Regions from separate parts of the Mus musculus genome. Here all the other regions are linked to region 5. The links are chromatin contacts, called in public HiCAR-type, HiChIP or PLAC-seq and promoter capture Hi-C maps. All regions are on one chromosome and are shown on one strand. Each heading gives the region's core, a stretch centred on a gene start, on an enhancer-like site or on the middle of the called end of the contact. The rest is flanking DNA. Distances are from core to core; before and after follow the strand shown.

Region 1 (3,032 bases), core at 270-2,769, 710 kb before region 5:
CCCACAAGAGAGCAGGAAATGGGAGAGAACCCAGATTTGTGGAATTGGAGCCTAAGTCCCCGCACAATGCAAGACGCAAATCTGGAGACCTAGGGGCTTGGGGGCGGGTCCTCTGCGGGCCGCTAGCCTGGCGTGCGGGCGCGCGAACACACACACACACACACACACACACACACACACACACACACACACACACACACTCACCGATTTTGGCTAAGCTGGCCACCAGGATCCACAGGGCCACCAGGTAGGGCGCCTCCACCTCGTGCCACTGCCAGCGGAAGAGCGCCAAGCCTGGAGGAGGCTCACCCAACGGCCCGGACTCCTGGGTGGGTTCTTCTGTGGCCCCCGCCCCCGCCAGGGGCAACCCGGGCAGAAGAAGCAGTGCGGCGCTCAGCATCTTGCTGTCCTCCGGGCACTGCACGGCCGCCGGCCCCGCGTCGCTGCCGCCGCCGCCGCCGCCGCTGCCGCCGCCTACCCGGCGCCCCCGCGTCACAGGCACGTGGGGCTCACTCCCCCCAATCCGAGCTCCGATACCCCCAGGCCAGGTCCGGACCCCGAGACCCTGCCCAGGATCCTAGCAGTTAGGATCCCCTCCTCCATCTCTTCTAGGTTAATCTCATCTCCGGAAATTCCCCAGCATAACCCTCCTAACCCCTCGAGTCCTGAAACCCACTCTTTCGAGTGTGCTCTCCTAAACCGCCTCTCCTCCGGATTCAGAAAGGTGACCAGCCACCGCGTCCCGGAGCACCAAGAAGGACGGGGGTCTCGGGAAGCAGAGACAAGCGCAGCTACTGCAGAACACCGCCCAGCAGCGGGCCACCCGTCCCAGGTGCTCAGGCTGCGGGTCCCAGTGCTAAGCTGAGAAAACCGCAGGGGGCGGTGCGCTGCCGCCTTCCAGCACGATCTCCAAAACCTGGGACCCCCCTACCGGACCACAGCTGCGCACGCGCACTGGGCACACCCAGAAAGCCTAATGGACAACGGTGCTCTCAACGTACCCAGAAACCTCAAGGCCGGGACGGACCCGGCTCTTTCCAGGCTGAAAAGCTGGCTATTCCTCATCTCTCCAGAGCCCAGAGGCGCCGCCTTCCCTTTCCTTCAAACTACAGGGAACTGTTTGCCTATTCCATGGATCTGAGAGGACCTTATGGAATTCCCTTTAAATTAGGAACAACTTGGGGCATTTGACTCATCTCGCCCCAAACCGAAGAATGTCTCCACTTTTCATTCATCACCCAAGCCGAAAAAACATGTGCTACCTGCCTCCTCACAGTGACTCATCCCATTCTTTTTCGAGAAAGAGCACCCGTCCTCTTTTTTTTTGCCCCCACAGCTAAAGGGGACTGAATCCACCTCTTCTTTCAAATATAAAATCTATTTCCACTTCTTATTCCACATTGAAAGAGATTCTTCTTACTGCTTTCCCCAAATGAGAGAAATGCTTTCATTTGTCTTTCAAGCTAGCAATTAGTCCCATCTCGTCCCTTGAGAGTGGCCCAGCTACCCAGATTATCCGAAGAGATTTACCCCCCCCCCCCCATCTGCCCTAAAAATCCTTACAAAGATCCGCTGCAGCCTCGCCCATACCAAATCTAAAGAAAGTCTCCCCGCCCTCTGCTCTGAGGCGGAGCGGGAGCTCGGGTTTTCCCGCCCTCCTAGCAATGGAACTAACGGGATCACCAGCTCTCTGAGTGGCTGGCCCAAGCGCCGCCTCCGGCGGTGGTTAACCCCGAGCGCGCGCTCGCCGCTCAGTCTTGGCTCCACCCCCTTCCTTGGTCCTACCTTCATCTGGCTCCGCCCCTCGAGCCGCGAGCGTCCGGCCCAGCCTGGCCCGGCCCTAACAGCAAAGTTTAGTCGAGTTGAAGTTGCAGCATTTGCAGGGGACACAAGAGGCGTCCAGCGGTAGCCGGTGGCAGAGCCATGGCGGGCGAGGAAGAGCGCGGGGATGGGGACCCAGTATCCGTGGTAACTGTGAGAGTGCAGTACCTGGAAGACACCGACCCTTTCGCTTGTGCCAACTTCCCGGAACCACGCCGGGCCCCCACCTGCAGCCTGGACGGGGCTCTGCCCCTGAGTGCGCAGATCCCTGCTCTGCACCGACTCCTGGGGGCGCCTCTTAAGGTGAGGGGCGCTGCGGAGGTTGAGGTGGGCGGTGGACAGACAGTGCTTCTAGGAGAGAGATCGTCACGGGCGGGTGCTCGCCTCCAGAAAAGTCTCCGGCCGGGGTCCTAAGGTCTATGCTCCTCTGCCTACAGGGGGAGACTCAAGTTGAGGGGACAGTATAGAAGCCAAATGAGAGTTTGTGATTTGTTCCACTCGGGCTTCCCTTGAAAGTTAGGCCCTCCTGAAGAGGTGCTTGGAGTCCCCTCGCTGCCTCTTTGCCAGGGTTGCTGCTGTGGTTGTAGCGGATTGGGGAAGTGGAGTTGGGAAGGGACAGACTTCCACCTGCTCCAGGTAGTCGGGGGCGGGGCCCCAAAGAGGGGCGGGTTTAGGGAGCAATCATAGAAGGGATCGAGGCTACCGGCTGGGTTGGGTCCTTGGAATACAGTCTCTCCAGCGCTGTTGAAGACTGGAGTCCCAGCCAGGATGAGAGGAGTCCCTTGGAAGCGGCCGTGCGCTCATGGGAGGCTGCCCGGGTGGGAAAGCCCTTTGCGTCACCGCCCCCATGGTCCCTTAGGCCCGCCGCTGGTGGCCTACGCCTGGAAGGGAGGGGGTGGATCAGTCTAATTTTAAACCGCTGGCCTACCCTAGTTGCCGACGTTCCTAGGCCGACTTTGCTCAGTTAGAGAGGCATTTTTCCGTATGTCCAGCAGGACCACCCCTCCCCTCCTGCTGGCCTCCCCTCCACCTCCCCGCAGGCATCCCTTTCCGGCTTGCTTTTTCCGGGCCAGGACTCCCAGAGGCATACACACTACCACCCCCCAGGGTTCCTGACCTGCGGGTTAGCTGGGAGCTGTGAGGGAGATGGGAGGGAGTTGATGGGGTGCCACAATTGGGCGCGGGGTTGCGTAAACATGGCCCTTAGCCCC
Region 2 (3,461 bases), core at 600-3,099, 530 kb before region 5:
TAGTATATGTGCTGCCGAAGCGAGCACAAGTTGTTCATTGTTATACGAACTACATCTCAATTAAAAAAAAAAGCGACATTCACCAACAGCCTTATACTGTTAACCTGTATTCAAATTGTACCTTTACTTAAAGTTTGGGCTAAGGCAATGGGTCTGTCACTTGAGCAAATATTAGGATTTCATTACACAGTGCTTCAGTTTAAAACAAAACAAAACAAAAACCACCCAACCAAAAAAAATCTCTTTCCTACAGTTCTTCTTTTCGTTGCTTCCTAACCAACACCTCTAAGGAGGATAACGAAGAGGCAAGAGAGGAACTAGATCACTTCGATATTTTTCAACCCAGGACTTGCCGAGTCCATAGCAGTCTTCAAATATAAAACAGGAACCTCTAGATGAACTATGGGATTTGTCTGTGTAGCACCAGGCAATTCTTTAGCAACTCCAATACTCAGACAGGCACATCGAGGTTAGAAAAAGGAAAATATAGATTTCTTTCGGATTCTTAACATTTTAAGAAAAGAAAATTGTTCATCCACTGGGGCCCTTTCTCTCGTCTCTCTCTTCTATTAGGACAGTCTCTCTCTTCTATTAGGACAACAGATAAGTGGAATAGATTTACTCTCGGCTGTACTGGGAGATAGCTTCTCATATAGATTTACCAATCTCGCTTCTCAGAAACAAGCCTATCGCTGATCCCCCTCCAATGATTCTTTACACGTAGGGCTGTATCCTTCCTACAAGCACCCCGATGTCTGGCGGAGGTCACAGCCTAGGCGACAACCTCCGCCAAGCTCCGGTTGGAGCTCCGCTCGGATTGCCGAGCCGGCACTAGGACACGCAAACCATCCCACGAACCGAACCATCGCGGCGGGCCAAGGAGAAGGCGGGTCCGCCCGAGGGCCGAGCCGAGCCGCCCCGCCAGCATCTGCCTCTTTCTTGCTTTTCGAATCCGGACTAAGGAAGTGAGCCTGCGCCCCCGGCTCAGTTCCGGGAGCCGCAGCGTCCGCGGCGCCGTCCGGAACACGCCCGGGGCCGCGCGCAACAAGTGACTGGCGCGCGCCTGGGTCCCCGCGGCCTCCCCGCGCGCACCGGGGGTAGGGTGGGGGGGTCCCTCCCCGGCGACTTACGATCTCCGAGCGACCGTCGCGGCAGGCGTTCTGGAAGCGTGTCTGGCGCTCCTCGTGGGGCCGGTCCCTGAAGCCCGTGTACTTAATCTGCAAGGCAGAGAGACGGCCCCGAAATCAGGAGTCAAATCCGCGGCGGCACCCGCCGGCCCGCCCGCCCGCTCCCCGCGGCTCCGATAAGGGCAAGCAGAGCCTGTGGGCGGACTGCTTGCCGGGGCGAGATTCCCCCTCGGCCGGCGCGCCGTCCCGGGGGCTTCCCGGCAACCGAGCCGCTCAAACTTTTCTCCTCCCCGGGCCCACTCGGGGCGCGCCGAGGCCTCCGCGCCTCCCCAACCGCCTCACCTCGCACTCGCGGCTCAGCTTCCTGAAGAACTCCTCGTTCTCGAACTTGCTCCTCTGGTCCGGGACGACGCGCGGCATCTTCCCGCCCTCAGGCCGCGCCGGCCGGCCGCGCTCCCCAGGCTCGCGCGGGCACCCGCTGGCGGGCTCCGGTGCTGACCGCCTTGACCGCCCACCCGCGGCACCCGGACTCCCGCTTCTCTTTGTTTCAGGAGCCCGCCCGCGTGGCCTCCCGCTCCAGGGAGGCTGAGGTGCGGCCGTGTGCTTGGAGCCCAACCCACGCTACCGCCGCCCGCCTCAGCCGTTGCCGGCCGTCCTCCCTCCCGCCCGCCCGCGCAGACACAGCTTCCAGCCTCCCCCGGCTGCGGCCGCCACTTCCTCTCGCCGCCCTCCTCGCTCTCCCGCCCCGCGCCGGCCCCACCCCTCCTCCTCCTCCTTCTCCTCCTCGCGCGCCCGCCCGCCTCAAACTCTAGCAAACAAGACGCACCATTCACAACTCCACGACCCGCGCCGCGCATGCGCCACCCACCCGCTTGCGGGGCCGCTGGGTTGCAGTGAAACCCTGCTCCTTCCTCAGCACTTCCCCTTGCCTGTCCGCGGGCTTCTCTGCGAACAACCCGCCCAGAAGGGATCCGCCCCTCTCTTAGCAACTAGAAGCGGACCCGCAGACCTTTTTTTTTTTTTTTTTGGCCCTTTGTGAGCGATCTGGAACTTCTTGGCTCCCCAGCCAGCCACGCAGAGTCACCCCCAGAAGGGCCACTTGAATTCAAGGAAACCTAAATCTTAGAGGACTTTGCATACAGGGAGGGATGTGGACTGTGCACTGAAAGGTGGAAGTAAGCATCTAACCAAATCATGGTGTAAAAAGGTGGTGGCTATTGAAACGGGGTTGGCCTTAGGATTCCGTGTAGCTCTGCCTGCAGACAAGGTTTAGACAAGTACCAGACCAGTAAGTCTCAGATTAGTAATTTCTAAAATGCACACTCATAAGTTCATGGCGTTAGTAGGAGAGTGTTTATGTAGATCTAGCACATCATTTAAAGGAAAACTATCTTAATTATATGTAACCGGTTGCCAGTCCATATTTTTACCCAAATGTGCAATCAAACAAGAAAAAAAAAAAAAAATCCAAGATCTGCAAGTTCTAGAGAACTTACCAGAGCAGAAGAAAACCAGACTCGGGGTTTGCAGCAGAGCTTGAGCTAAAGCTGACCCTCAATAAACTCTGATCCTTAAAAATCGCAGTTTGTTAAAAGTTCAGTTCAAGGATGGCAGGTAAGTGCCAACTCTTGGCAGCAGCTGGCCAGATGCTAAGGATTGTGAAAAGATACTCATAAGTCACTGGAATCAGTTCTGAGGTCAGTTGTTAATGCCTGCTTGAATACAGATTTTGGCAGAATTTCACTGCTAGTCCAGCCCAATCTCATTTATTAGATAGGGACCTAAACGTGGGTAAGGAACTGTCCTAGTTTGCCATAGACAGCTCTCATTTTTAGCAATGACCTCCCCCCGCCCCCCAAGCCTTCTGAAGCTGCTCAGTCCCTAACAAACTAGGAGGGTTAATCATCTTAACTGAAGTCTGGAGAGTTGATTACCCAAAATTAAAGGTTTGTTGGTGGGAGTGGTGTGTGTGTGTGTGTGTGTGTGTGTGTGTGTGTGTGTGTGTTTTGAGTAAAACATACTGCCATGATAAAACACCATGTCCAAGGCACGTTATAAGAAGAGTTTGTGTGAGCTTACCACTCCAGAGGGTTAGAATCCCTGAACGGTGGAGCATGGTGACAGAGGCAGGAAACTGAGGGCTCACATCTTTAATCAGAAAGCAGAATAAGATTTAGGAATGCCAGTGGCTTTGAAACCTCAAAGATGGCCCTGGGGACACATTTCCTCCAGCAAGGCCACACCTCAACAGTGCCATCACAGGGGATTAAGTATTCTAACATCTGAGCCTACGGGAGGGCCATTTCTCACTCAAACCACCACAGTCTAGGCGGT
Region 3 (3,299 bases), core at 186-2,685, 680 kb before region 5:
TCCACTCAATGAGAAGGTTTCGAGCTACCATGTGGTGCCCCTGGAGTGGAACCGAGGTCCTCTGTAAGAGCGACAAGTGCTCTGACCACTCAGTCCCTGGATACTTTGGGGGGAGGAGGGCAGTGTTTGCTGGCGATGCTGGCAGAGCCTAGCCAAGGGCTCCACCACGGCGCTACACCTGCTCTCACTCTCTCGAATGAGACTTCAGTCTTTCTGTGGGGCTCTGGTTACCACTCAACACTCTGACCTCAGTCTTCCAAATAGCTAGAAATACAGTTATATGCCACTATGGCCAGCTTCACTTATTAACCCCATCACCCCTTTTTATTTTTATTTTTAATTTTTTTTTTTGAGATAGGATTTCTTTGTTACTCAAAGCTAACTTCAAACCGCCCATCTTTCTGCCTGAGCCTCCCTGGTGCAGGGATTACAGGCTGGTGTCTGCCTGGCTTCATTTCTTTACAACGTTCTCTTTTGGAGCCTTGGCTGTCATTTGCCAGCGCTCCTAATCAGATAGGAATGAGAGGGCAGAGAAAGCACAAGGCAAGCAACTTACGTTGGCTCCCAGTATGATCCGAAGGTAAAACTTGAGAGTTTCTTTGTTCTCTTCAAATATCTGTTTCTTCCCTCTGGTACCCACTTTTCCTTTGGGCTGCGGAGGGTTGGTGAGATGCTGTCAGAGCTGTTTTGCCTCAGTCCTCCTCACTCCCTGTACCAGCCTGGTTACCTGCAGCTTTATCTACCCCGCAGCCAAGTCCTTAGCGTGCTTTGTCAACCCTAGCAATCCCTGAGATACCGACCACTCCTCTAGTCCATCTTCCTAATATAGTTAGGACACCGACTTTACTGTACCCCCAGTTATGATCGCCTAATGCTCACCCCAAAACAATTCAAATTACGTTAGTATCTTCTTTGGCTTTCCTCGTAAGGTTCAGCTTTGGGTTGAGATCCTCTCCGGGAAAACTCCAGCGGAACTTAATGGCGTCCCTCTGGGGTAGTGGTTTAGATCTGGAACTGGCAACTACCCTCGCCCGCGCCCGCCCTAGCCTCCAACACTAGTCCTGGTGTAGTCCTGCACGGCCACTCTCCCCGCATCCCGTTCGGTCTAGCACAGTCCATTGGGTGGCGCCCCTCTCTGGCCCAGTGCCTTATGCCTTCGAGCCCTTCTGTTTTTACTTTCCCAACATCGGGAAAGCTTTGCCGGTGCAGACCACGCCTTGTCCCTTACCGCCATGGTGCGCAGCAGACACCCAGCCACTGAAACAAGGGCGAGTAACTGGAACTGCAGTCAGTAGACACCACATCGGCAGCACATGCACTTCCGGTAAAGAGCGCAATCGTTCGCTCCTGGGCGGAAGTGGATTTCATTTCCTTCCGAAGCCCCGCCCCCTGAGTCGGTGGGACTACACTTCCCAGAAAACCTTGCGTGGGGGCGGAGACGGCAGAACTGCGATGGCGGACTCGCTGCCTCTGGAGGTGAGAGGAAGCGAGCGGTCCTTCAGGCCTTGGTCGGGGACAGGCCCCGCCTTCGGGGTCCCGAGCTTTGGGGAAAGGCTATCTGACAGCTCGCCCGGCACCTCCCGCCAGGCGGAAACGAGCCGCCCGGCGGATCCCACGACCTGAAAACTCTGGGTAACGGTCCTCTTTGGGGCCACTTCGACCCCTTCGGTTGGGATACCATTCCCTCTTTACCCATTGGCCCCAGAAGATGGCTGCTCTGTCACCTCAATGAGGACGGACTCACTGCCCATCCCTTTCCCTTGAGATGGCCGTTCCCTCCCCCTCAGTTCTAGAAGATGTCCGCTCCACCGTCCCTGAAGGGTAATCAATTTTATCCCCATTGGCCCCTTGGAATGGTCGTTCCATTTCCTCCACCCCTCCCCCACCGTCCTCGCAGTTGGAAATAGACTGCTCCCGCCCCCTAGTTCTGGGGACCATACCCAATGTCCTTAATGTAAGACAAGCCTGCTCCTCATTCTAGACCCCTAGTGATGGCTGCCCCTGTATTATTCAACCCCATGGGGTGTTTGTTCCTTTAGCCAGGGGCAAGGAGATACAGATGCAGGCTTTGTGTCTTGCACCTTTTTTGAAATGGCTTCTCTATCCATTTTGCCCTGAGGGTTGGCAACCCCCTCTCGTTGCCCTAGGAAGTCAGGCCTTTTCCCTTGAGTCGTGACATCCTATTCCCTTTTGGCCCCAGAAGGTATCTATTCATCCCTGTAAACCCCATGGGTTACCAGTAGTAGTAATCTTTTGGGGTGCTCTCATGGGATGACCACTCCACCCCTATCTCTACTCCTCTAGTGCTAGAAAGGCATTTCTCAGGATAATGAATTATGTATGATCCTTTCCATTAAGACATGTTGTCCTTTAGCATGGCTCCCAGGGTTGATCATTCAGAAGATAGGTCAGCCACTCTCTTAGTCCAGTCTTCCCTCTTAGCCCCCTAGGGATGGGGGCTTAGTCATCCCAGTCCCATCCATACTCTTCCTCATGTCTCTCCTCTCTGGTCCTAGTCATTTTCCTCTGAATAGTAATCTCCTTTATCCCCCACCCCTTCCCTGAGCAAACCTTTGGTGAAAGTAGAGGCAAAGGACTATCTTTAGTCCAGTAAATACTGGGTGAGTACTGCGTATGTACTTAGCATCTGAGAAGAAAGGAGAAAACACAGCGGGGCTAGTGAAGTCACTGTAGAAGGACTTTGCAGAAAGAGCCCCACATACGGGAAAAGAGATGCTGTGTTGGTAGTGAGGATGGGCTGGGGGTGTTCTGGGAGCAGCAGGCCCAACCAGGCATGGAGGTCTGGACTGTGAGATTAGTGGTGAACCCAGGTTTTTCACGAGGGGCACTGAAACTGGACTATATATGGATTAGCAAGGCTGAACATAGAAGGAAACTGTAAAAGGAATCTAGCTCCATTGGATAAAATTTGGAGCTATTAATATGGTGATGTTGCAAAGGTAGAAATGCTGCTAACAGCCATCCAGTCCCTGAAGAACTGATCTAGGTGGTTTTAAAATGCCTTCACATCTTCATATACTTCAGACACGGAAGCTGAGAGAAGTCACATGCCTCTAATGGTTACTCTCTTGGGTAACTTTCTCCAGTAGAGCTGGGATCGGGGAAGTCTGGGTTAGCCTTGTCTAAACCGTCAGCTTTGTGAGTAGAGAATAGAAGAACATGAGCCCAAATGTCACTAGGGACCTCAGATTGAGAGTGCAGTTGGCATTAAAGTCCAAGTGTCACTAGGGACCTCAGATTGGGAGAGCAGTCGGCATTAAAGGGTAAAATTGGACTGA
Region 4 (3,274 bases), core at 154-2,653, 730 kb before region 5:
CTGGGTTCCTACTCTCAGTGCCTCGGAGACTTGGCGAGCCCTCCCTTGACTTCTCATTCTGCCGACCCCGGCAACATTCATTCCACTGTGCTCACTGTGCTCAGAGCTGGAACTGTCTGAAAGGGTGAGTGAGCCGTGGCTCTGCCGATGGAAAGAAGGCTCTTGCACGAAGCAAAGGACGCCCTTGTGGGAGGAGGGCAAGGCTCCTTTACCATTCCCGTGATGGGACATGGGAATACTTGCCCAGCTTCCATGTACAAGATGAGGACCACTCAAGCCCTCGTGGTCCTCAGAGCTGTCCCACCACCCACCACCACACACTCACACACACACACATGTGAGTCCATGATTAGGGGCCGTCTCCAGAGAGACTCCCTATGCCCTGGTAGCTGCGTGTGGATAATCTTCACGGATAGTGGGAGGGACCACCACTCCTCTGTAGCCTGAATCTCCCCTTCAGGTTCTCAGGCCCACCCACCACGGAACAGGTTGGATGGGCTGTGAGGTGTAACTCAGTAGCAGAGCCCTTGCCTGACTTGTGTGAGCCCCCAGGTTTAATTAATAAAACAAACAACAAAAAGACAGAGAAATAAATTAGAGATAAACGGTGACATCCCATGACTTGTTAAACCCGGAAGGTGAAGAGGGTAGGTAGCTATGTCTCTGGGTGGGAATTGACCCAGGCCTGCCAACATACATAAGGCTCAAACCCTCATTCCCTGAGTTCTTTTTCCCTATCCACAGAAAAGGGTGGCTAAGAAAGCTGGTGCCCTGGGGCCAGAGACCAGCTGAGATCTGGTTCCATCACTCACCTCTTGTGGGCTGTTCCAGGGACCCTTTTCTCTTTGCACCTCATCTTCCTCTCCTGTAAGACAAGAAAAGCATTCTTTTCTCCTGGGGTTGCCCGATGGACCAGGGAAATCCTGATGGATGGATCAGATATCTGTGTTCATGCCCTGCCTTCCCACTTCACCCTTCGTTAGGGAATCTTGAACTGATGAAAGACACTGGGATAGCTGGGAGACCCCTACTCGTTCTTAACTCTAAAGTCTGGGGTCCTTTTGGAGGAAGTGGGCCTGGCCTAACACTCTTGAATTTGTGGAAAGATCATAAGAAAAAGGTTATCTGTGCAACCAGACAAAGGCATGTAGCCCCCACACCATGGCCTTGGTCCCTGGGAGGAGAGGACACTGGACATAATGCCTTCCCTGGCTCTAAGTCAGGCGATTCCTTCATGAATCTAGTTATCAGCTGCAGCCATGGTAGAAACAACAGGCGTCCCCACCCATCTCTGACTCTAAGGCAGATTCTGAAGAGCAAGGGGCAAGGCTGGCCTTGGAGTTGTCCTTCTCCAGCCCCAGCTCCTAGGCATGTCTTCCATCTCTCCTTCCTCTAGCTTCAGTGAGCATCAGGTCCAGTCTTGGCTTCTGTCCTTGGTTCTTGTCCCAGGCCACCCCCACTGAGTCATTGCCCCTCCCTCCCTCTCTCCTTCCCTCCCTCCTGCTTCTGAGGCTCACCTCCACCCACTAGCCAGGCCCCCAGGAGCTGTAAGAAGATGGACTTCCCGGGAGGAACATAACCCTTCCCAGGGATGAAGCAAATAAGAGGCATCAGGTCTCAGGCCCTAACTGACCCAGGCCCTCTGAACACAGCAGGCGGTTGGGGGAGCGCAGGCACGCGTGCTGAGACAGAGGCAGAACTAGGCTGTGGTTTTCTCACTCCACACAGAATGTGCCCTGTAAGCAGGCAGACTGAATATTGTCCACTTTGATATTTCGAGCTCTGTATGTCAGGCCTGGCACAGAATAAATATTTAGGGGTATCTAAGACTAGTCACACCGCCCCTCCCGTCCTGAACTCTTCCCACGTGGGTGACGTGGAAACCAAGGTTAGAGAAAATGACTGACAGACAGACTCAGACAGAAGAGGCAGAGAGCTGTGAGGCACACGTATCTGGGATGGGAAAGGCATGGAACAGCAACAGGGACAGACACTGGCCCAGTGCGGGACAGTGGGGGGCTAGGCCTGGAGCCAACCTGGGGTGGCTGACCACAGCGGGCTTCCAGAGCTGAGCTTGCAAGTCTGAACAGTGACTCACGAAGGCCATCTCTGGTTCTGCTGGTTGCTGAATCTACTCAGAGAAGTCTTTTCCACTGAGATTGTAGAATGTGGACAGCCCCCCCCCCCACTCCGCCCTCCCCCCTCCCCAGCCCTCCCTACCTCTCTTTTCTTGACAACATCCATCCATAAGGAAAGAAAAGGGAAGAAAAGAAAAGAAAAGGCGACTCCTTAGCTTTGGAGATCTGGGGATACATTCCCTTAAGTCTGTGTATGACTTAAGTCCCTTAAGCCAGGACCACTGTAATCAGCAAAGCAACTGATTTCTCAAACCTCCCAGACCCCTCTCATCTTTGACCCAAATAAACCCAGGCTCCTGGGAGTGGCATTCAAGGCCACCAGGGGCATCACAGCCTTTTCTCTTAGGTCCCAGACTGCATGGGGAAACAGAGCTGACTAAAACCCTGTTGTCTCAGACCACCTTCTTTGACGTAGAACGGCCCTCATTGTGACCAAAGAGTGCATGCCTCTAATCTAGGGCTTGAGATGAAAGGGCTGGACGATACACAAGTTCAAGGCTAGCCAGGTCTAAAAAAAAGGGGAAAAAAAAAGTTCCAGACAAGACAGAGCTTCATAACAAGATCCTGTTGTTTTTTTAAGATGGAGGGAAGCTAGGGAGATAGCTTTGTGGATAGCATAAGGCCCTGTGTTTGATTCTCAGAACACTTTTTTTTTTTTAAGCTAAACATGCTGGCACACTTGTAATCCTAGCACTGGGGAGGCAGAGGCAGGCAGATCCTGGGCTAGCCAGCCCAGCCTAAATAGCAAGCTCTAGGCCTATGACATCTGGATCCCCCCTCTCCATTCATTCCAGGTAAGATAACCACCCTGTCATTTTTGTCCAATCAAGTGGCCAAACTTTTTTTTTTTTTTTTTGGTTTTTCGAGACAGGGTTCCTCTGTATAGCTCTGGCTATCCTGGAACTCACTTTGTAGACCAGGCTGGCCTTGAACTCAGAAATCTGCCTGCCTCTGCCTCCTAAGTGCTGGGATCAAAGGCGAGCACCATCACTGCCCTGCGTGGCCAATTGACCTGCTTGCTCCTACAGAGCAAATGCCTGATAGCTTTACCTAATTCTCAAGCTGTGCTCACTAGCTTTTTGGGCTTCCCCAAGACCTGTTAAATCAAAACCCTTGGAGTAGGTGGGTGTGACCAC
Region 5 (3,520 bases), core at 715-3,214:
GTGAAACATATTCATATCTTTAGATGGATGGATGGATAGATAGATAGATAGATAGATAGATAGATAGATAGATAGAGTCTATTATTGAACAGGTTATCTCTGAACTCCTGAGCTCATCAGTCCTCCAGCCTCAGCCTTCCCAGTAGTTCAGACACACATATTTACCATAGCACTCAGCTTACAGCTTACAATGATTTTGTTATGGCTGCTTGGATTTCCTAGGACATACCAAGCTGCTACTATTTGGGTTATTTATAATCCATTTACAGACCGAAAAAAACTTGAGACTTGCTAAGAGGTGGACATAAGTTTGTGGTACCCACTCACCTCTGTCTCCTCCAAAGCTTCAGATTCATTAAAGACGTCTGGGACTTGGAGAAGAAGAAGAAGGAAAGGATGGAGAGAAGATAAGGTAAAGAAGAGAGAAAGGGACCCAGGTCACTGGGGTGTGAAGCAAAGTTGCCATTCACTGAACTCAGACATATATAACATCACGAGGGAAATTATTGAGCATGTGAAGCAAGACAGGACACTGGCAAACTTGGTACCGAGTAATGAAGAGCAGCACAGATATATGGTGGAGGAAACACAGGATGACTCGTTGGATAAAGGCATTTACTGCAATGACTGAAGATGACCTGCGTTCTATCCCTGGAAACCATACACTAGAAGAGAGAACCCCTCCTGAAACTTGTCCTCTGACCTCCACTTAACACATTGTGGCATGTGCCCTCTTCTCAAATGTAGTTAAAATTTTAATGAATGTGAGAATCTTCCCGACAGTGCTGGAAATCCCAGTGGGGTTGAGATGGAAAAACTGCTGCAGCCTGACCCAGAGCTCAGAGGTCCCTTAAGTCCCCTTGGCCCCAGGAGAACTTACATTGCTGGATCAGAGGTCCCATCCTTTACACAGTTTAGGTGGCCCAGGGGTATAAACCACAGCATCCCTAGAGGCAGCTTGGCGAAGGGAACTAGCAGGAAGGCGTGGACACCCACATCAATACCACTCAAATGAAAGAGATTTCCCCATGTGACTGGTCATGATGGGACTGGAAATGTACAGATGGCATCAAAGTTGAGTCTGTTCTATCAGCGGGCGCCGCACTGTGGGTGTTGCTACCTCCTTGTGACCTTTAGGTCAGCCTTGTCAAAGTACTCTTTGTTTTCAAACACTGTTTTTACCCACTACAAGACCCCAGCTTATCCATCCAGGCTCACTGAGGGACCTCTGGACCTGCTGCCATCATTCAGTCCTGCGAGCAGTCAGCCATGGGCCACGTGTGCTGGTCCCAATGGCACAAGTCTGTCTTCCACCAACCCTGCCTCTCCTGAGTTACGAAAAAGACTGTGGGAATTATATGTGCAATTTCCCATTCTTTAGACAAGCTGGACATGACATCACCCATGCCAAGAATGATATTTCTGCCTGCTAAGGCATTCGTGGCCTCCATAGCCTGGCTGACAGCAAAGGAGACAGTCTGGTAGGGAGGGGTTATAGGATAAATTAAGTGCTGCCTTCTCAGGGCAGATCAGATTCAAGTGGCCTAGAGGTCACCACGGTCTACATTAGGATGCTCTGAGGTGAGAGTTTAGGATCGCGTATCTACTTAACAAGCATGTAACTAGTGCTGCCGATTCCTACTAGAGGAAACCAGCGTGTCATTAGATCTACGGTTCTACGATAGCGTGACAGCGAGCTGGAGCGTCCCAAGGCCCAATCACAAGGAGCCTTTAGTGCCCTTGTCAGACGGTGTTGGCTTCCTGCGATCCAGCTCCCAACAGGATCCCACGGCTAAGAACCGAAGGGACGCCCCGGCGAGAGCTACCAACATTTTTCCCGCTTTCGGAGTAGCCCGCACGACAAATACACCGCTTCTAGCAAACTACTCGCCGAATCCCTGGAGTGTGGCGTGTCCCTTGCACGACCCCGTAGCCACACCACGCCCTCTCCTCGTTCCCAGGAAGTGCGCGGAAGGAGCGGAAGTACACACCACCGGGGGATTGTGGGAACCGCGGTTCCGGGATGGTGGGCGGCGGCGGTAGCGGCGGCGGGCTCTTAGAGAACGCTAACCCCCTCATCTATGAGCGTTCCGGGGAGCGGCCAGTGACGGCGGGCGAGGAAGATGAGGAAGTGCCGGACAGCATCGACGCCCGGGAGATCTTCGATATCCGTCGCTGCAGGGCGCTGGCGGGACGGTGGGGGCTTGGGGTGTCGGCAAGAAGTGATGCGCAGCCCGCTGGTGGAGGGGTGTCCCGGTTAGGCGTTGCCTGCGGAGATTTTGAGTGGGCCAAAACTTAGAGTCCCTTTTCCTTCACTTGGCACATCTTATCCGCTCCATTAATGACCCGGAGCATCCACTGACACTGGAGGAATTGAACGTAGTAGAGCAAGTTCGGATTCAGGTGAGTAGTTTACTCGAGTAATCAAAAAGGTACCGTTGTACCTCAGAGGCTGGTGTTCTCCGTTCACAAGCCCCCAAGAGGATCTGTGGGAGGTGTGTTAATGTTTATGGAGCCGATAAAAAGTTGGGTGACTTGCCCAAATCGATAAACTAAAGAGTGTCTTTGGGCTAGGGGCCGCCGTGCGATCACTGCGATCTGATCTCCCTTGTCATCGCAGGTTAGCGACCCAGAGAGCACAGTAGCAGTGGCCTTCACACCCACCATCCCACACTGCAGCATGGCCACGCTTATTGGCCTCTCCATCAAAGTCAAGCTGCTGCGATCCCTTCCCCAGCGGTTCAAGGTCAGTTGGAGTCAAGCCCCCGAGGGTGAAACAAACTACTGGGGCGGGCGAGGGGACATCGGGCGGAGATCGGAAGGATCCGAACTCGCAGAGTTGAACCCCCAAGTTGATGTGACAAGAATATTGGGGGGAAAAAACTCCAGAAAATAGGAGTGTGGTGGAAAGGGCAGCTGGGAGCTGTGAATGGGCGTGATCGATCGAGGCACTGGAAGGCTTTTAAAGTCAATAGTCGCTGACTAGGTCCTAGGGTAAAAGTGGATTGACTGACTGCAGGTGGGTTTGGGGTGGCTTGGAAGAGCCAGAATCAAGAGGGGTGACTGGGAGTTCAGATGGTTGGGAGGTAGTGTCCAAAAGAAAAGGACAGGCGGGTAAATGCTCGGGCCCACATTGTCTTTCCTGCAGATGGATGTACACATTACACCCGGGACCCACGCCTCCGAGCATGCAGGTTAGTGTGGACTGCTGGGCCCCAAACTAGGTGAGGCTTCCCCTTTGCCACAGTCATCTGTGGGGGCAAGATTAGGACCAGGGGACTAAGTGAATAAAATGGCCATACTACAGCTTAGACCAAAGCTGGCCTGACTGAAATCTCCTGCTTCCCATGACCCACCCTCCTGTGGTCCTCAAGTACACAGGGACATTGGGTCGGGCTTCAGGAAACACTGGAGGGAGGCAGACATAAGCAGTCCCTGGTGGTGACGGGCATTCCAAATGATGAAGCTAGTTATGGGTACAGGTGATGCATATAGCCTGATCCAGGCTTGGAGTCCTGAG
Region 6 (3,191 bases), core at 401-2,900, 770 kb before region 5:
ATTAATTAACTAACTAATTAATTAATTAAAAATATTTTAATGGAAGGGAAGACACAGATGTGTACCAAGCCAAGGATGTTTATTTTATCTGACTTGTAAAATAGAATTCACAGTAGTTTTAAAAAGAAAATTTACAGGCTGGGCAGTGGTGGCACGTGCCTGTAATTCCAGCACTTGGGAGGCAGAAGCAGGTGGATTTCTGAGTTCAAGGCCAGCCTGGTATATAGAGGACAGCAAGGACTGCACAGAGAAACCCTGTCTCGAAAAACAAAACAAAACAAAACAAAACAAAAAGAAAAGAAAAAGAGAAAAGAAAAAGAAAATTTACGCTGGGCTGAGGATGTTGTCCAGTTGGTAGAATGCTTGCCTAGCATGCACTGAGCCCTAGATTTGGTTCCTCAGAACTGCATACAACTGGGCATAGTGTCAAGTTTGAGGCCAGCCTGAGCCACATGATGAGACCTTGTATGTGTGTACATAAATATACATTCATCAAACTATTATCTTTGATTACAGAAAAAAAGATTAATACCTGTTCGACTTCTCGGTATTTGTTATGGTTTTAGCACAGACTTTGGAATCAGTCCTGGATTAATTAACCCTGTCTGTACCATCCGCTGTGACTCCGGGCAAGAGTCTAAGCTAATTTTATTGATTTGTAAAATGGGAACCATGACAGCATAAGACATTAAATGCAGGTAAGGCACTTAACCCAACGAGTGGCGATAACGACATCACTAACTTCCTAGGGAGCTAAGAGTTTTATTAGGAATACTGAAGGCTTTCCCAGCGCTCTTCTTCCTTAGACACTTAGAAAGCAAGCTTGTCAGCCCTGTCAGAGGTTAGCTCTCTCAGGAGGAAGGCAGGGCACAGCACTGGGCTCAAGACCGATGGATCGCTTAGTAGTTCCCACACAGCCTCTTGGAGCTTTTAAAAGATTGATCAAAGAAAGGCTTTGGTCTGGAAGTTCTTCACAGAGGATAACGGAATAGGGTGTCCTTTCCCAATGCACCCAACTTGAAAAGTCCTCCTAGGCGGGAAGTTTAAGAAACTGCCCAAGTTAACCTCCCTTGTTAATCTCAACAGCGCGCACCACCACAGTCGCCCATCTCAACTCTTCCCTCTCTCACCAACATCCATGTCCTCCTACTAGTGGAGACTTCTTTCTTTCTGTCAAATAATGTCCCTTGCCACACAGGGGTCCTTTCCTCCTCTCCTTCAATGCCTCACCCTCTGCCTTAGACTCTCCTATTACTTCAGCCTCTGCACCTCAGTGTCACCCTTTCTGCCTCGATTGCCTCTTTCTTCTTCGCCTTAGGAACCGCGCTCCTCTGCAGTTCCTTCTTTACCTCTGCCTGGGGCTCCCAAGACTACATACACACACCATACTTTCCTCACAGCCTCTGAGCCACGCTCCAGATCCACACCCTCCCGGCCCTACCCGGCTGCTCCAGGGTCAGCGCCCCCAGGCGGCGGAGGCACTCCTCGTCCAGATCCCACTGCTCCGCCATTCGCGCCCGCCGCTCACCTGCCGCGGCTCGCGAGACCGCCCCCTGCTCGCCAGGCCCCGCCCCGCGTGCCAGGCCCCGCCCCCGACTCGGGCCCCGCCCCTCCCACTGGCCGCGGGCCTTGGTTCTCTAGGGACCGTTAGAGGGACCGGTCACGAGTCTGTCGTCTGCCACGGAATTTAGGACTATGGTATGGAGCCCGTCCCTGAGAAGGGCGTCAAAACCACTAAGGTGGAGATTTGGGGGGAGCTGGTGCCCGAGATGAGAACCTCGGGATTAGGGATCTGACTTTGGGGTATGAGGATCCGAAGGAGCCCCCAGTTTAGAAGAATCTGGGGAGGGCTTGTCTGAGAAGTGGAGAGACCATGCCATGCTGCCTTGTGAGATGAACTGTTCCACACCGCTGAGGATTTGAGGGGGCTCCAAGTTTGTGGGGTGAAGAAGGTGTAGCTCTTTGACGGATGGAAGCCTTTGTACCTTAAAGCCCATGTTTATTCTAGAGCAAGATGAGGATGACATTTAAAGGGGAAATCCAGATCTGACAGTTGGGGGGGGGGCGGGGCAGATTTTGGAGGCACGATGGGAACTCCTGATCTGAAAAGGTCAGAGAATCCTGGCTCGGGGCATTGAGTCCTGTCTTTTGGGCACTGAATTTCTATCACTATAATGTTCTATGGAAGAAGGTTGTGTGTTAATGAGATGCTCTTTGGGATGGAGTCATGATGGATGACCCTCAACTACTACAGGTTTCCCAAGCTGTTGATGGCTGGAGGCTCTCCCCAGACTGAAATAGTTGTGCACTAATAAGTTCCTGAACAATCTTTGGGGAAGAAAGCTCTGGCAATAACAGTTACATTCCTAACTTTTACCAGTAAGCATCCCTTGAGAGTCCTCCCATGGGTGATATATGTGGAAGCAAATTCTTCCTGTTTTTTAATAAGTGGAGCTCAGCCTCCAAATCTCCTTACCTTTCTTTTCAACCAGCTATGTACCTTTAAAGAAATCAGATCAAAAATCAAATCCTTGTATATCTGTGCTTTTGGTATAGGTGGGACCGTTAGTTACCATGTTTATCATGCCCAGCCTACGTCACATTTAAAAGGCCCAGGACTCAATGACATTGGATTAGCTTTTCCAGTTCTGCTGCTGAGCCATTAATCCATTTCATAATCTGTTTCTTTCTCTTCTTGACCACCCAGTGTTCTTCTAGTCTTAAAGTGGCATGTCTAATAGCTCCTCTTGATTTCAGACATTTAGACAGGGCTTACTATAGAAGAAGTGTCCCTCTTGTTTGATACAAGGATCTATTTTCCTGACTCAGAATAAGAGATGTGGGTTTTGGATGGAAGAGGAGGCATTTCCTTTCTTGAACTTTAATAGTCTTGTTCCCACTGCCACCATTCTTAAGCAATTTTGAGTTCATTTTTTTAGTTAGCATACCAACTAGTGGGATTCACTGTGACATTTTCAAACACATACAGCCTTCTTCTTTGTTCTGATGAGCCACTGTTCCCTTAAGTAGTCCCATCCTCTGCTTTTATGCCCCTATAGTCCACTATTCTCTCTCGCTTCCCCTTCCTTTGGGGCTCTTCTTCCACTCTCATGGCCCCTCTCTCCTTTCATATCATATGTAGATCTGTGAAAATCTATATTCCACATATTAAGGAAACATGATTCTAGCTT
Region 7 (3,499 bases), core at 273-2,772, 540 kb after region 5:
GTGAGACTTGTGCTTTGTGGTTTCAAATCTTTGTGGTATTCACAGCCACCTATGGCTATGGGGTAGTGGGTAAATCCACTCAGGATTCCCTGGCTATCTATCTGCCTCTCATTAGGAGTTAAGCCCAGAGCCAAGAGTGTATATCACAAGTAAGGACTGAAGATGTTTCTACAACTTTATGGTCTAGAAGCCAGAGACCCCATGTAGTCACAGGTTCCAGGAAGAGCCCGTGCTGAGGAGGACTAAATCTAAGTTCCCATCGTCATTCTGACTCAATTTTCACACTAACTCTCCTCTGGATCTCTGTTGTTGTCTCTGAGTACAGAGTTACCCTATCTACCTCCTTGGGACTGGATAGTAAATCCAGGAGCCATTGTTTTGTCGGAATATTCTTTCTGCATGAACCATCTCCACCGCTCACCACAGATTGTGAATAGAATTGCATCCAAAAATGTCCTCTCCTAATGAAGGTTTGGAGACCTTAGGTTACCGTCCCAAGGCCACACCGAAGTGAGTAGGCTGGGATCAGTGCCGAGGGTCACTGTCTCTGAGCTGGGCTTTTGGCTCAGAGGTCCTTGTCTCTAGGGCCTTCCAGAGACTTTGCTGAGCTGTACGGCCACAAGAATTCTTGAGCTCTGGGCTCTGAGTATCTGGTGTTGGGGGAGAAACTACAGGCTACCTTCCTGCCTGCAACTGCCGAAACACAAAGCAGGCTCTGAGAGTCTAGGGGAGATGAGGGAAGAGGGCTCATAAATGGGACTCCAAGTGCCCAGAGCTGAACCTCAGAAGGCCCATCTTGAAAGTGGGAGATATTGACAGAGGGAACGAGTACCCCTTTCAGCTCCCCAAATCCCACCCTAGTCCCTCGAGGTGTTGTAGGTAGAGATAACGGGGCAGGGGAATATAAGTCAGACCTTGGGAAATCTATCTCTTTAGCTCTGGACCAGATTGTCCTTTGGGCAGAAGGCAGAGCTAATCCTGGTAGATAGGGAAGGGAATCACAGAGCCGTTATTTGTCCATCCCACACAAAGCAGATCCTACTCAAATCCAAGGTCCAGACTCCAGTCCTCTGCCCTTGTCCTTGCTGAGTGACAGTGGAAATCCTATCCTCTTTGAGCCTGGTAGTCATAGAAGCTCCAGGTCACTGGAGTTTCCCTGAGTACGACAGTCTACTTACAAGGCTGCTGAGTCTTTCTTGAACATTGGTTCTGAGATAACCGTTTGTGTCCTTGCACACTAAGAGATATGCATTTTTTTTAGCCCTACCCTGGCCCCAGCAGAGAGACTCAGGCTCCGGAGAGGCTGTGTTCCCTTGAGAGTCCTACAGTGGCCATCCCATACGGGCAAGCCAGGACTCTCCCAGTTTTATCTCCATGAGACAGGAGTAGAGAGGGATTTGGGAGTCTCACTTACCTTGTCCGTGAGCAGAAGGCTCTCTCCACTGCAGTCTGTCCAGGGCCGAGCTTTGTGGAGAGCACAGTTGATTGCCTCAGGAGGGGAGAGGGGAGCCACACCCAGGCTGGGAGGGAGGCAGGTTTTCCAACTGGCCCTGGCCCACTTCCCCTCGGGATGGTTTCCTGTTATTGTTCCTTTGTGAGCTGCCTGCAGATAGGCAAGCCCTACGGTGGGCGGCCTCAGCTTGGTCAGCCTGGGCCCGTGGAAGCCTTGGACCTGCCTGGGGTATTCAACTCATACCTCAATTCTAGGTCTCATCGGAGGAGCTGTGAGCCTAGGGGTAGCTGTGGGGGCTCTAAGCTTCTGCCAGAGCATTCAGCCATCCCTGGGAGGCAGGTGTCATATCCCCCACTTTACAGTTCAGAAAGCAGAGGCTTAGTGGGTCTAAGGTACTTGTTTCCTCGCTGGACAGAGTAACCCAGACAGAAACCCAGCTACCTCAGCTTCTCCACAGAGCCGGCTTTCCGTGGCGACTCTGTAGTATGGTGGAACGAAAGGGGGCTGTGGAGTTCTCAGAGTCGGGCAGCTGAGAAACGTGACAGACAATCACTTTCAGCAGCAGATTTTGCCTGTCAGATTCTTCCAGGTAGGGCAGTGTGAGTTTCAGTTCCAAGGTACCAGCCTGGCCCATCTCACTTTACAAATACTGGGTGATGGGCTTCACGTGACCATGGACCAACCAGGGATCCATGCCTCAGTCTCCTCATCTGTATAATGGAGATAGCCATAGGTCTGAGTCAGCAAAAAAGTAAGAAGAGCTAAGAAGACAGCAAAGCAGTAGGTAGACCAGGGTCCCTCAGGACCAAGAGGCTGGGGAGATGAGGTCAAGATTCTCTTCATTCAGCCAGGCGTGGTGGCGCACGCCTTTAATCCCAGCACTCGGGAGGCAGAGGCAGGTGGATTTCTGAGTTCGAGGCCAGCCTGGTCTACAGAGTGTGTTCCAGGATAGCCAGGGCTATACAGAGAAACCCTGTCTCGAAAAACCAAAAAAAAAGAAAAAAAAAAAAAAAGAAAAAGATTCTCTTCATTCATTATGTGATGGGTTAGTAAAAATTTCAGGGTTCTGGCTCAGAGTAAATGACAGACCCCCAGAGTGTACCTTTTGGCAAATTGCCTGGGTTTCTTCATGCATAAAAGTTTGGGAAGTCCCCAACTTGTCCTGCTTTTCAGTGAGGCAAAGAGGGACCATAAGAGAGCAGATCTTTCCGGGCATGGAGAAAATACTGTGGGGGTAGGGTGGGGTGTGGTGGGGGGAAGAAAGGGTTTTCTGTTTGGGGTAGGTAATGTTGGAGATGCCCATTAGACACCCAAGTAGAGACATGGGCTTGGTGAACGAAAGCAAAGTTGGTGTAGCCAATCACTCCCTCCAGGTCCTCTGAGAACTGAACTGGAACGGAGGCCCAGGGAAAGGAGTGTACATTAGGATGGAGTATTAGCGTCCTGAGACCATGTGAAGACAGATGAGGACATCAGAGTAAGGAGAGAGGCCAGGGAACTGTCGCTGGGGCTGTTCTCAGCTCTGAGCGGAATCCATAGCATTCAACTACTGCGTGCGTGCATTCGTGCGTGCGTGCGTGCGTGCGTGCGTGCGTGGGCGAGTGCGTGTGTCTGTGAACAAACAGAAGCTCCACATTTTCCTCTCTGCCACAATCTGTTCTGTTCCCTGCCCTCAAGGTGGGCTGGCCCAGCATAGACAGCTTCCCCGAGAGCTGCCTGCCTTGGTGGTCTGTGTACTCAGTGGACACGTCTGCCAGGGTAGCACTTCCCGCTGGGTCTCATACTCAGCGCTGGCAGGCTGCCAGGGACAGGGCCTGTCCGGCCATCAATGCAAACTCCTTTTGTACTCTAGCCCTGGTGGATATTTCTGCCCCGAACACAGTCATTGTTGTCATCTGTAAACAGTAAACGATGGACAGGCAAGCCTTGGATGTGCCCCGGACTCCAGGGATGGCAGTGGAGGTCTTCATAGCAGAAGTTCAGTCCCAAAAGGCCAGGCTAGTGCTCTTCAGACCCCCTGTGGATCCAATACCTGATTTCACCCCT

Evidence for each region. HiCAR-type assays count read pairs that join an accessible place to other places. HiChIP or PLAC-seq counts read pairs in DNA pulled down with a chosen protein or histone mark. Capture Hi-C pulls out chosen DNA fragments and counts their contacts.
Region 1: an H3K27ac HiChIP or PLAC-seq map of extraembryonic endoderm stem cells shows a contact between it and region 5, with 6 times the contacts expected there. The contact joins the promoter of Slc9a5 here to the promoter of 1700082M22Rik in region 5. A contact is called at or near these places in 9 of 39 promoter capture datasets (the C10 cell line, the HPC-7 cell line, cranial neural crest and 6 more), 4 of 115 datasets of contacts at active chromatin or transcription factors (astrocytes, extraembryonic endoderm stem cells, kidney and 1 more) and 1 of 9 other capture datasets (embryonic stem cells).
Region 2: a HiCAR-type map of astrocytes shows a contact between it and region 5, with 5 times the contacts expected there. The contact joins the promoter of Cbfb here to the promoter of 1700082M22Rik in region 5. A contact is called at or near these places in 20 of 39 promoter capture datasets (the 3T3-L1 cell line, 3T3-L1-derived adipocytes, the C10 cell line and 12 more), 5 of 484 Hi-C or Micro-C datasets (B cells, CD4 T cells, embryonic stem cells and 2 more), 25 of 115 datasets of contacts at active chromatin or transcription factors (the 230-238 cell line, T-cell acute lymphoblastic leukemia, astrocytes and 17 more) and 3 of 9 other capture datasets (adipose tissue, embryonic stem cells and liver).
Region 3: a HiCAR-type map of astrocytes shows a contact between it and region 5, with 4 times the contacts expected there. The contact joins the promoter of Lrrc29 here to the promoter of 1700082M22Rik in region 5. A contact is called at or near these places in 12 of 39 promoter capture datasets (3T3-L1-derived adipocytes, the C10 cell line, the HPC-7 cell line and 9 more), 1 of 484 Hi-C or Micro-C datasets (LSK cells), 6 of 115 datasets of contacts at active chromatin or transcription factors (the SCID.adh cell line, T-cell acute lymphoblastic leukemia, astrocytes and 3 more) and 1 of 9 other capture datasets (embryonic stem cells).
Region 4: an H3K4me3 HiChIP or PLAC-seq map of embryonic stem cells shows a contact between it and region 5, with 2.3 times the contacts expected there. The contact joins the promoter of Plekhg4 here to the promoter of 1700082M22Rik in region 5. A contact is called at or near these places in 4 of 39 promoter capture datasets (cranial neural crest, embryonic stem cells, liver and 1 more), 1 of 15 datasets of contacts at CTCF or cohesin (embryonic stem cells), 5 of 115 datasets of contacts at active chromatin or transcription factors (bone marrow-derived macrophages, embryonic stem cells, large pre-B cells and 1 more) and 1 of 9 other capture datasets (embryonic stem cells).
Region 6: a contact with region 5 is called in an H3K4me3 HiChIP or PLAC-seq map of embryonic stem cells, with 2.3 times the contacts expected there. The contact joins the promoter of Kctd19 here to the promoter of 1700082M22Rik in region 5. A contact is called at or near these places in 1 of 39 promoter capture datasets (embryonic stem cells) and 2 of 115 datasets of contacts at active chromatin or transcription factors (embryonic limb bud and embryonic stem cells).
Region 7: a contact with region 5 is called in a promoter capture Hi-C map of adipose tissue, with 2.7 times the contacts expected there. The contact joins the promoter of Cdh5 here to the promoter of 1700082M22Rik in region 5. A contact is called at or near these places in 1 of 39 promoter capture datasets (pre-B cells), 2 of 115 datasets of contacts at active chromatin or transcription factors (bone marrow-derived macrophages and microglia) and 2 of 9 other capture datasets (adipose tissue and liver).

What each region holds. Positions count from the first base shown.
Region 1 is chr8:105,346,745-105,349,776 of GRCm38.p6, reverse strand. Slc9a5 (solute carrier family 9 (sodium/hydrogen exchanger), member 5) reads right to left here and starts at 1,519. Exons shown (of 16, transcript NM_001081332.1): 1 at 205-1,519. The coding sequence starts at 400. It overlaps Fhod1 (formin homology 2 domain containing 1), which reads left to right and starts at 1,807. Exons shown (of 22, transcript NM_177699.4): 1 at 1,807-2,124. The coding sequence starts at 1,924. Gm46049 (a long non-coding RNA gene) reads right to left here. Exons shown (of 4, transcript XR_003947441.1): 3 at 2,939-3,032; 4 at 2,121-2,702.
Region 2 is chr8:105,169,062-105,172,522 of GRCm38.p6, reverse strand. It overlaps Cbfb (core binding factor beta), which reads right to left and starts at 1,849. Exons shown (of 6, transcript NM_001161458.1): 1 at 1,470-1,849; 2 at 1,131-1,217. The coding sequence starts at 1,547. Gm22063 (a small nuclear RNA gene) reads right to left here and starts at 27; the gene lies at 1-27.
Region 3 is chr8:105,324,404-105,327,702 of GRCm38.p6, reverse strand. It overlaps Lrrc29 (leucine rich repeat containing 29), which reads left to right and starts at 1,435. Exons shown (of 7, transcript NM_001368408.1): 1 at 1,435-1,476. The coding sequence starts at 1,453. It overlaps Tmem208 (transmembrane protein 208), which reads right to left and starts at 1,326. Exons shown (of 6, transcript NM_025486.3): 1 at 1,229-1,326; 2 at 557-652. The coding sequence starts at 1,234.
Region 4 is chr8:105,371,401-105,374,674 of GRCm38.p6, reverse strand. Plekhg4 (pleckstrin homology domain containing, family G (with RhoGef domain) member 4) reads right to left here and starts at 1,403. Exons shown (of 23, transcript NM_001364406.1): 1 at 813-1,403. The coding sequence starts at 856.
Region 5 is chr8:104,640,194-104,643,713 of GRCm38.p6, reverse strand. 1700082M22Rik (a long non-coding RNA gene) reads right to left here and starts at 1,964. Exons shown (of 3, transcript XR_003947594.1): 1 at 1,831-1,964. Ciao2b (cytosolic iron-sulfur assembly component 2B) reads left to right here and starts at 1,986. Exons shown (of 5, transcript NM_026753.2): 1 at 1,986-2,165; 2 at 2,324-2,403; 3 at 2,621-2,746; 4 at 3,149-3,194. The coding sequence starts at 2,024.
Region 6 is chr8:105,411,961-105,415,151 of GRCm38.p6, reverse strand. Kctd19 (potassium channel tetramerisation domain containing 19) reads left to right here and starts at 1,650. Exons shown (of 16, transcript NM_001301173.1): 1 at 1,650-1,698. The coding sequence starts at 1,696. It overlaps Lrrc36 (leucine rich repeat containing 36), which reads right to left and starts at 1,530. Exons shown (of 14, transcript NM_001170788.1): 1 at 1,442-1,530. The coding sequence starts at 1,511.
Region 7 is chr8:104,099,648-104,103,146 of GRCm38.p6, reverse strand. It overlaps Cdh5 (cadherin 5), which reads right to left and starts at 1,522. Exons shown (of 12, transcript NM_009868.4): 1 at 1,415-1,522. All of the region lies in intron 1 of Gm29682 (predicted gene, 29682), which reads left to right.